Linked DNA regions of Mus musculus: region 1 is linked to region 2. The links are chromatin contacts, called in public HiChIP or PLAC-seq maps. All regions are on one chromosome and are shown on one strand. The core of a region is the stretch at or near the end of the contact, and the rest is flanking DNA. Distances in the headings are between cores, read along the strand shown. Region 1 has its middle 6.9 kb from the start of Gm33280. Region 2 has its middle 170 kb from the start of Gm25096.

What was found. HiChIP or PLAC-seq counts read pairs in DNA pulled down with a chosen protein or histone mark.
Region 1: an H3K27ac HiChIP or PLAC-seq map of extraembryonic endoderm stem cells shows a contact between it and region 2, with 6 times the contacts expected there. The contact joins two enhancer-like sites. A contact is called at or near these places in 3 of 115 datasets of contacts at active chromatin or transcription factors (extraembryonic endoderm stem cells, microglia and trophoblast stem cells) and 1 of 9 other capture datasets (embryonic stem cells).

What each region holds. Positions count from the first base shown.
Region 1 is chr1:36,123,507-36,126,659 of GRCm38.p6, forward strand. No RefSeq gene overlaps it. Among named protein-coding and RNA genes, the nearest start is that of Gm33280, 6.9 kb to the right of the region's middle. Within about 2 kb of position 1,780, at least 13 of the 459 cell types and tissues checked have an H3K27ac peak or open chromatin away from gene starts, as enhancers often do. A contact at or near this core is called in extraembryonic endoderm stem cells, where this site is marked.
Region 2 is chr1:35,346,781-35,349,738 of GRCm38.p6, forward strand. No RefSeq gene overlaps it. Among named protein-coding and RNA genes, the nearest start is that of Gm25096, 170 kb to the left of the region's middle. Within about 2 kb of position 1,296, at least 7 of the 459 cell types and tissues checked have an H3K27ac peak or open chromatin away from gene starts, as enhancers often do. A contact at or near this core is called in extraembryonic endoderm stem cells, where this site is marked.

The DNA.
Region 1 (3,153 bases), core at 530-3,029, 780 kb after region 2:
TTTTGCCTTTTTGTGCTCTCCCCCCCCCCACCCCCCATGCCCCAACATACATGTCCCTGTGTGTGGAGGTCAGAAGACAACCTTGAGTGTCAGTCCTTACCTGTTATCTTGTCTAAGGTAGGGTCTCACTGTGTAGGAGAGGCTAGTTGGCCCACAGGCTTCCAGATACTAGGAATGGGGCAGGGGGTGTCACAAGAATGACCACACAGCTAGAGAATCTTCACAAGACATTACTTACACGGAAGGGTGTGTAGCCATAACAAGTTCTGGCAAGCATGCACGGTGAGCGGGAGTTCTGCTGGGTTTTTCCCTCTAACCTGAGTGAGGGTTCTATGCCTTTATTCTGGGCACCTTGTTACACTATTGACTAATCCATAAGACACAGCACAGGGTAGGAAGTAGTTGACATCTCTGGGGGCAGGCAAGAATCAGGAGAACTAAAACTTACATTCCAGGAACTAGAAACTAGAGATTTAGCGGGGGACGGGGAGGGGGGTGTTGCAAAACGATGTTTTCTTGAAGTAAGTCATCCTGGCTCAGCTAATCATTTTTTATTTTAATTTTTTTGTTGTTTATTTATTGTCTGCCTGTAGATCTATCGGTTACTTTTCTATTGCTTCGAAGAGACACCATGAGCAAGACAATTTATGAAAGAAAATGTTTATTGCGGGCTCTCGAGTCCAGAGGGCTAGAGTCCGTGAGCATCCTGGCCAGGGAGCATAGCAGCAGGCAGGCACGGGTGGCACAGGATCAGCAGGCAGGCGTGGTGCAGAAGCAGCAGGCAGGCAAGGGTGGTGCAGGAGCAGCAGGCAGGCATGGGGCAAGAGCAGCAGGCACGCAGGCAAGCATGGTGCAGAGGCAGCAGGCAGGCAAGCATGGTGGAGGAGCAGCAGGCAGGCAAGGGTGGTGCAGGAGCAGCAGGCAGGCAAGCATGGTGCAGGGGCAGCAGGCAGGCAAGGGTGGCTCAGGAGCAGCAGGCAGGCAGGCATGGCGCAGGGGCAGCAGGCAGGCAGGCATGGCGCAAGAGCAGCAGGCAGGCAGGCAGGCATGGCTCAGGAGCAGCAGGCAGGCAGGCAGGCATGGCTCAGGAGCAGTAGCTGAGAGCTTGTGTCCTGACCCACAGGGACACAACAGAGAGAACTATCTGGAATAGTATGGGCATTTTGAAACCATAAAGCCCACTCCCACTGACAAACCAGCTCCAACATGGCCACGCCTCCCAATCCTTCCCAAACAGTTCCACCAACTGGGGACAAAGCATTCAAATAGACGAGCTTCTGGAGGCCACTCTAATTTAAGCCACGACAGCATGGTGTTTGTCTGCATGTTTATTTAAGAGCCATATATATACCTGATGTCCCAAGAAGAAGAGGTCAGATTGTTGCTGGACTTGGGATTTCCATGGGGTGAACTGTCTGCACAGGTGTCCAGGTTCTTCCCCAAAATGAGCAAAGAATTGAATGGCCAGAGACCAAAAGGAAAGACTCAGAAGGAGGTTTTATGGAGGAAGGAAGCAAAGAGCGAAAGCACCCTGTTGGGAAGAGGGGGTCCTCAGAGCTGGAGGACTTCCAAGTGGTGTCCCACTAGTCCTTTTGTGCAGCCTCCAGACCTTTCTCCTCTTTGACTCTCTTTCTTATATGTTATTTCCTCTGTGCAAACTGAAAATTCCCTTCAAACAGCATTGTTTGTCCAAAATAGTCAGAGAAACATGACTCATTGTGCACAGAACGGCCTTGATTTGATAGATGGCCCCGGCTGATGGACGGCCTTGTTAGTTAAGCTCTTTCAGAGATTGTGTGGGAAAGTCACCTCCTTCCCGGTGGGAACGGTATTCTCTTCCAGATGAATGTTATCCTTTTTTCCTCTGCCCTTTTCCTGACCCCCTCACAGGCTCCGCTTGGGACTGGAGTTACTCGAGAGTGGTGAGCCTACAGTGGGTGCTGGAAAATAAACCTGAGTCCTCTAGAAAAACAGCTCTTACCTCGGAGTCTTCTCCCTAGCCCTCAGCTAAGCTTTCTATGGAAAAGGCAGTAAGTTTCTCACAAGGGGAGTCTCCTGGCTCTACCCCCACCTTCCTGTAGAAGCACGCATGTCACCAGGCCTGGCTATACCAGGTTCTGGGGATCCAAACTTGTGTCGTCCTCCACCCCAGCCCTCTTCTGTGGTTTTAACTGAGTGCCTTGTCCCAGTCTTTGGTTTGTCCTTTTACTCTCTTAAAGAAAAGTTTCTGATTTTCATAAAGTCTACATTGTCAGAATTTGATCCCCCACCCCAAGGACATGGAAACCCATGCAGGTTCAACCTGACACCTGTAGGAAGGTTCCTTAAAAAGGACAAAGTGTGCTCTTCAGTCCCCTTTCCTCTGTCCTGTTGCTGGCAGTACATGTAATGGCTGGAACACTAGCATCAATGTTAAGCAACAAGTTAGTCTAGGGCACAAAAACCTACAAGATTACAAGAGCCTGAGATGCCATGAGGACACAATACTGTCCCTGACTTACACACATCCAGGCAGAAGGACACTTTCAGGGCTTAGCTCTTCATGACATAGCTGTCACACACACACACACACACACACACACACACACAATCCAAGCCAGGTGTGGTGGCACATACCTTTGATCCTAGCCCTTGGGAGACAGAAGCAGGCAGATCTCTGTGAGTTTCAGGTAGCCTCATGCACAAAGTGAGTTTCAAGACAGCCAGGGTTGTTACACAGAGAAATCTTGTTTCTAAATTAGTAAATAAAACTAAAAAGGGATCTAGCCCAAAGGAAAGTATGAGAGCAAGATACATCCTTTAAGGCTCATCCCGTGACTTATTTCCTCTACCAGAGCTCAACTGCCTGAAACCCCATGCAATTCTGAACACAGCAGTGGGTGGATTGTACTGGCTAGTTTTGTGTCAACTTGATATAAGCTGGAGTTATCACAGAGAAAGGAGCTTCAGTTGAGGAAATGACTCCATGAGATCAGCTGTAAGGCTTTTTCTCAATTAGTGATCAAGGGGGAAAGGCCCCTTGTGGGTGGTGCCATCTCTGGGCTGGTAGTCTTGGATTCTATAAGAGAGCAGGCTGAGCAAGCCAGGGAAAGCAAGCCAGTAAAGAACATCTCTCCATGGCCTCTGCATCAGCTCCTGCTTCCTGACTTGTTT
Region 2 (2,958 bases), core at 46-2,545:
GTCTGTAAACAGAGTCATCAGGTATCCTCATTTCAGGAGAATGACAAGGTCCAAGGAATTTAGAATCTTTGGCCTCCAAGATGAAGGTATATCCCGAAAAACATATTGAATACACCTGCACTAATCCTGTTGGTAAACAGGCATCTCTACCACCACCGTCTACATCTCCTCTATGTTCTTTAAACCACGTTTACAAGGTTTTGGTTTTGTTTATCTTAGTGTGTATGTGTGTGTTATTGTTGCTGCTGCTGCTGTTGTTTTGTTTCCATGTTACAGAAGGAGCTGGGATACTAGTTCTCTACCTAGGTCAGAGATTCTATTCACTTGACCAGAAGATGTTTTCCCTTGACTGTCCTTTATTGCTATTCTAACAGAATGAGATTATCGGCGTGATTCCTAATCCATTATGACCTGTGTGCTTTAAGAAGGGAAATTGGAGGTCTGGGGAAACACATTAGCGGGCAAGTAAAACCGCTTTCTGTGCAAACATGAAGATCTGACTTTGGATTCCCAGAGCTCATGGAAAAGCCAGATGCCCCTTCTAGGAACTGAGCATTGGGGACCAGAGGCTGTCCAGAAGGAAGCTCACTGGCCAGCTAGCCAGACAAACTCAGTGGTGATGAGGCAGTGTACCAAACACAGCAGAAAGTGAGGACAGACAGACCCCTGAAGTGGTCCTCTCATGTGACACAGGTGCATGACGCACACGTTCCTGCTGACAGTCACATGCAAGTGTACATGCACCAACATGTTAAACATGGACACATGGGAGAAAAAATAAAATAAAATAAAATAAAGAAAAAAAGAAGGGGAATTTTGGAAATTGTGACTCAGAGAACTTAGGGGTCATCTGCTGACCATCTACTAGTCCAGGGAGAGCCAGTAACCTGCCTCCCCTACAGCCTCCAGATTCAGCCAGCCCTGTTCATTCCTTGACTTTGAGCTCTAAGCTCAGGAATTGTGACTGTTTCTTAAGCTTCTAGTCTGTGGTATTTCATTACAAACACTCTAGTCAGCTCAAAAGACAGAAGAATTAAAACAGTGAGCAGTTTGATATAAATCTACAGTGACCGGGCAATGATTACACGTGGAATATCTGTCTAATGTCATCTGAGGTGAAATAAAAATGTTTATTCATGAAAGAAAGGATGCTGTCCAATAACAAGAAAAAAATAAACTAAATTAAAACTGGGTTTAAATGGGGACAAAACAATCACAGATACAAGGCAAAGGTCTGTGCCTGTGTAGGGAGGCCATGGGGAGATAGTGCAGTCAAAGTTTAACCCACACCAGAATGCAGCATTTCCCACTCAAGCTGGTGAGGTCAGCTTGCTTTTTCAGATGCTGTTAGGAGAGGGAGACTTGGTAGAACTTCCCTGAAAAACAGCTTGACTAAACACAGCTTTTTTTTGGGGGGGGGGAGGTGTCAATTTCTAAGAATTTAAAACAGAATATAATCCTGGTTTGTTGTTTGTTTGTTTGTTTTGGGTTTTGTTGCTGTTTTGTTTTTGTTTGGGGGTTTGTTTGTTTGTTTGCTTGCTTGTTTTTTCAGTAAGCAGGAGACTTCTTCACACAGCAGGATTCCTCAGAGGAAAATAAACAAGCAGAAACCTGCTGATTGTGGCTAGGGAGATGGGCCAGACAGGAAAGTGCTCCCTGCCCAGGCAGTAGGATCAGAATTCCAGGCTCAACTCACCCATGAAGGCTAGGCTTGGCAGAGTCACATCTCACAGGCTGATGCTAGGAACGGGAGGGAAGCAGGCAGATCCCTGGGGCTCAGCACTCAGGCTGCAGAGTCTTACCAGGCCAGTGGGGCCTGATGCTGACCTCTGGCCTACACACGCACACTCACACACGCACACCATGGTGATTAGCCTCTCAGAAAATAATTGTTCAAAAGACACGAAGTGATTTTTGTGTGAGCGTATTGTGGTGCAGGTGTGTGTGCTGTGTGTACATATATGTGTGTACTAAGGCACAGTGTGTGGGTGCCAGAGGAGGATATCGGGTGTGCTGATCGAGACTGTGCACCCCAGAGAACCTGCTGTGTCCATCTCCAACAGTGTGGGGGTTACCATGTCCACTCAGATTTTTATGTGGGTGTCAGAGATTTGAACTCGGGTCCCAACGCTTGTGACGTAGACATTCCTACTCACTGAAAACCATCTCCCTAGACTCTCAAAGTATTTTTGAAAATTTTTTTTTTTTACTGTGAGAATGTTTTCCCTGGTCATAAAATTAAAACCATTAAATATAATTTTAAAAATATAGACTGAGGCTTCACCCAGGCTTGCATTGTTTGTATGGATGTTTATATATTTAAAAGTTTGCAGTTTTCTTTCCCACAAACAATTTTAAATTAAAATACATATTACTTATATAAAATAAAGAATTTAATAGTATTTAAAAAAAAGAAGAGAATTATCAGAGATGTAGCTGTGTGTGCATGCAGGGTGGTAGCTCAGCTACACACACAGATATGGGGTTACTTTAAATTGTGATCCATGTAGCAAACTCATCCCAAGACATTCATACAGGTTTACCATTGAACAGTAAATCACGTATTTTATACAAATGTGCATTTTTTTTTACAATTAACAAACACTAACTTCAGTTTTCTTGCCATTTCTGTATCAATGTTGGTTTTAATTTATATGTTTGCTCAAAAATGATGCTTCCTTCTGACTTGAATTTTGATATTTTAAAATTTGCTGATGAAGCTTTGTATTCTTTCTGAGTGTATATTGGACATTTCTGGGCTTTGTGTAAGTTCAGTTCCTTCTGATTCCTATACTGACCTCTTTTCTTTCCTGTTTCTGTGCTTCTCCAGGCATCTAGAATACAGACTCCTTGCTTTTCCTTCATCTGCTGGTTGTAGCTAAACCGCCTATATAGCACCTTTTATAGTACTGGTGATTTCAGTATTTTCTAAAGCACGGTGTACTTAAATGACCAGCT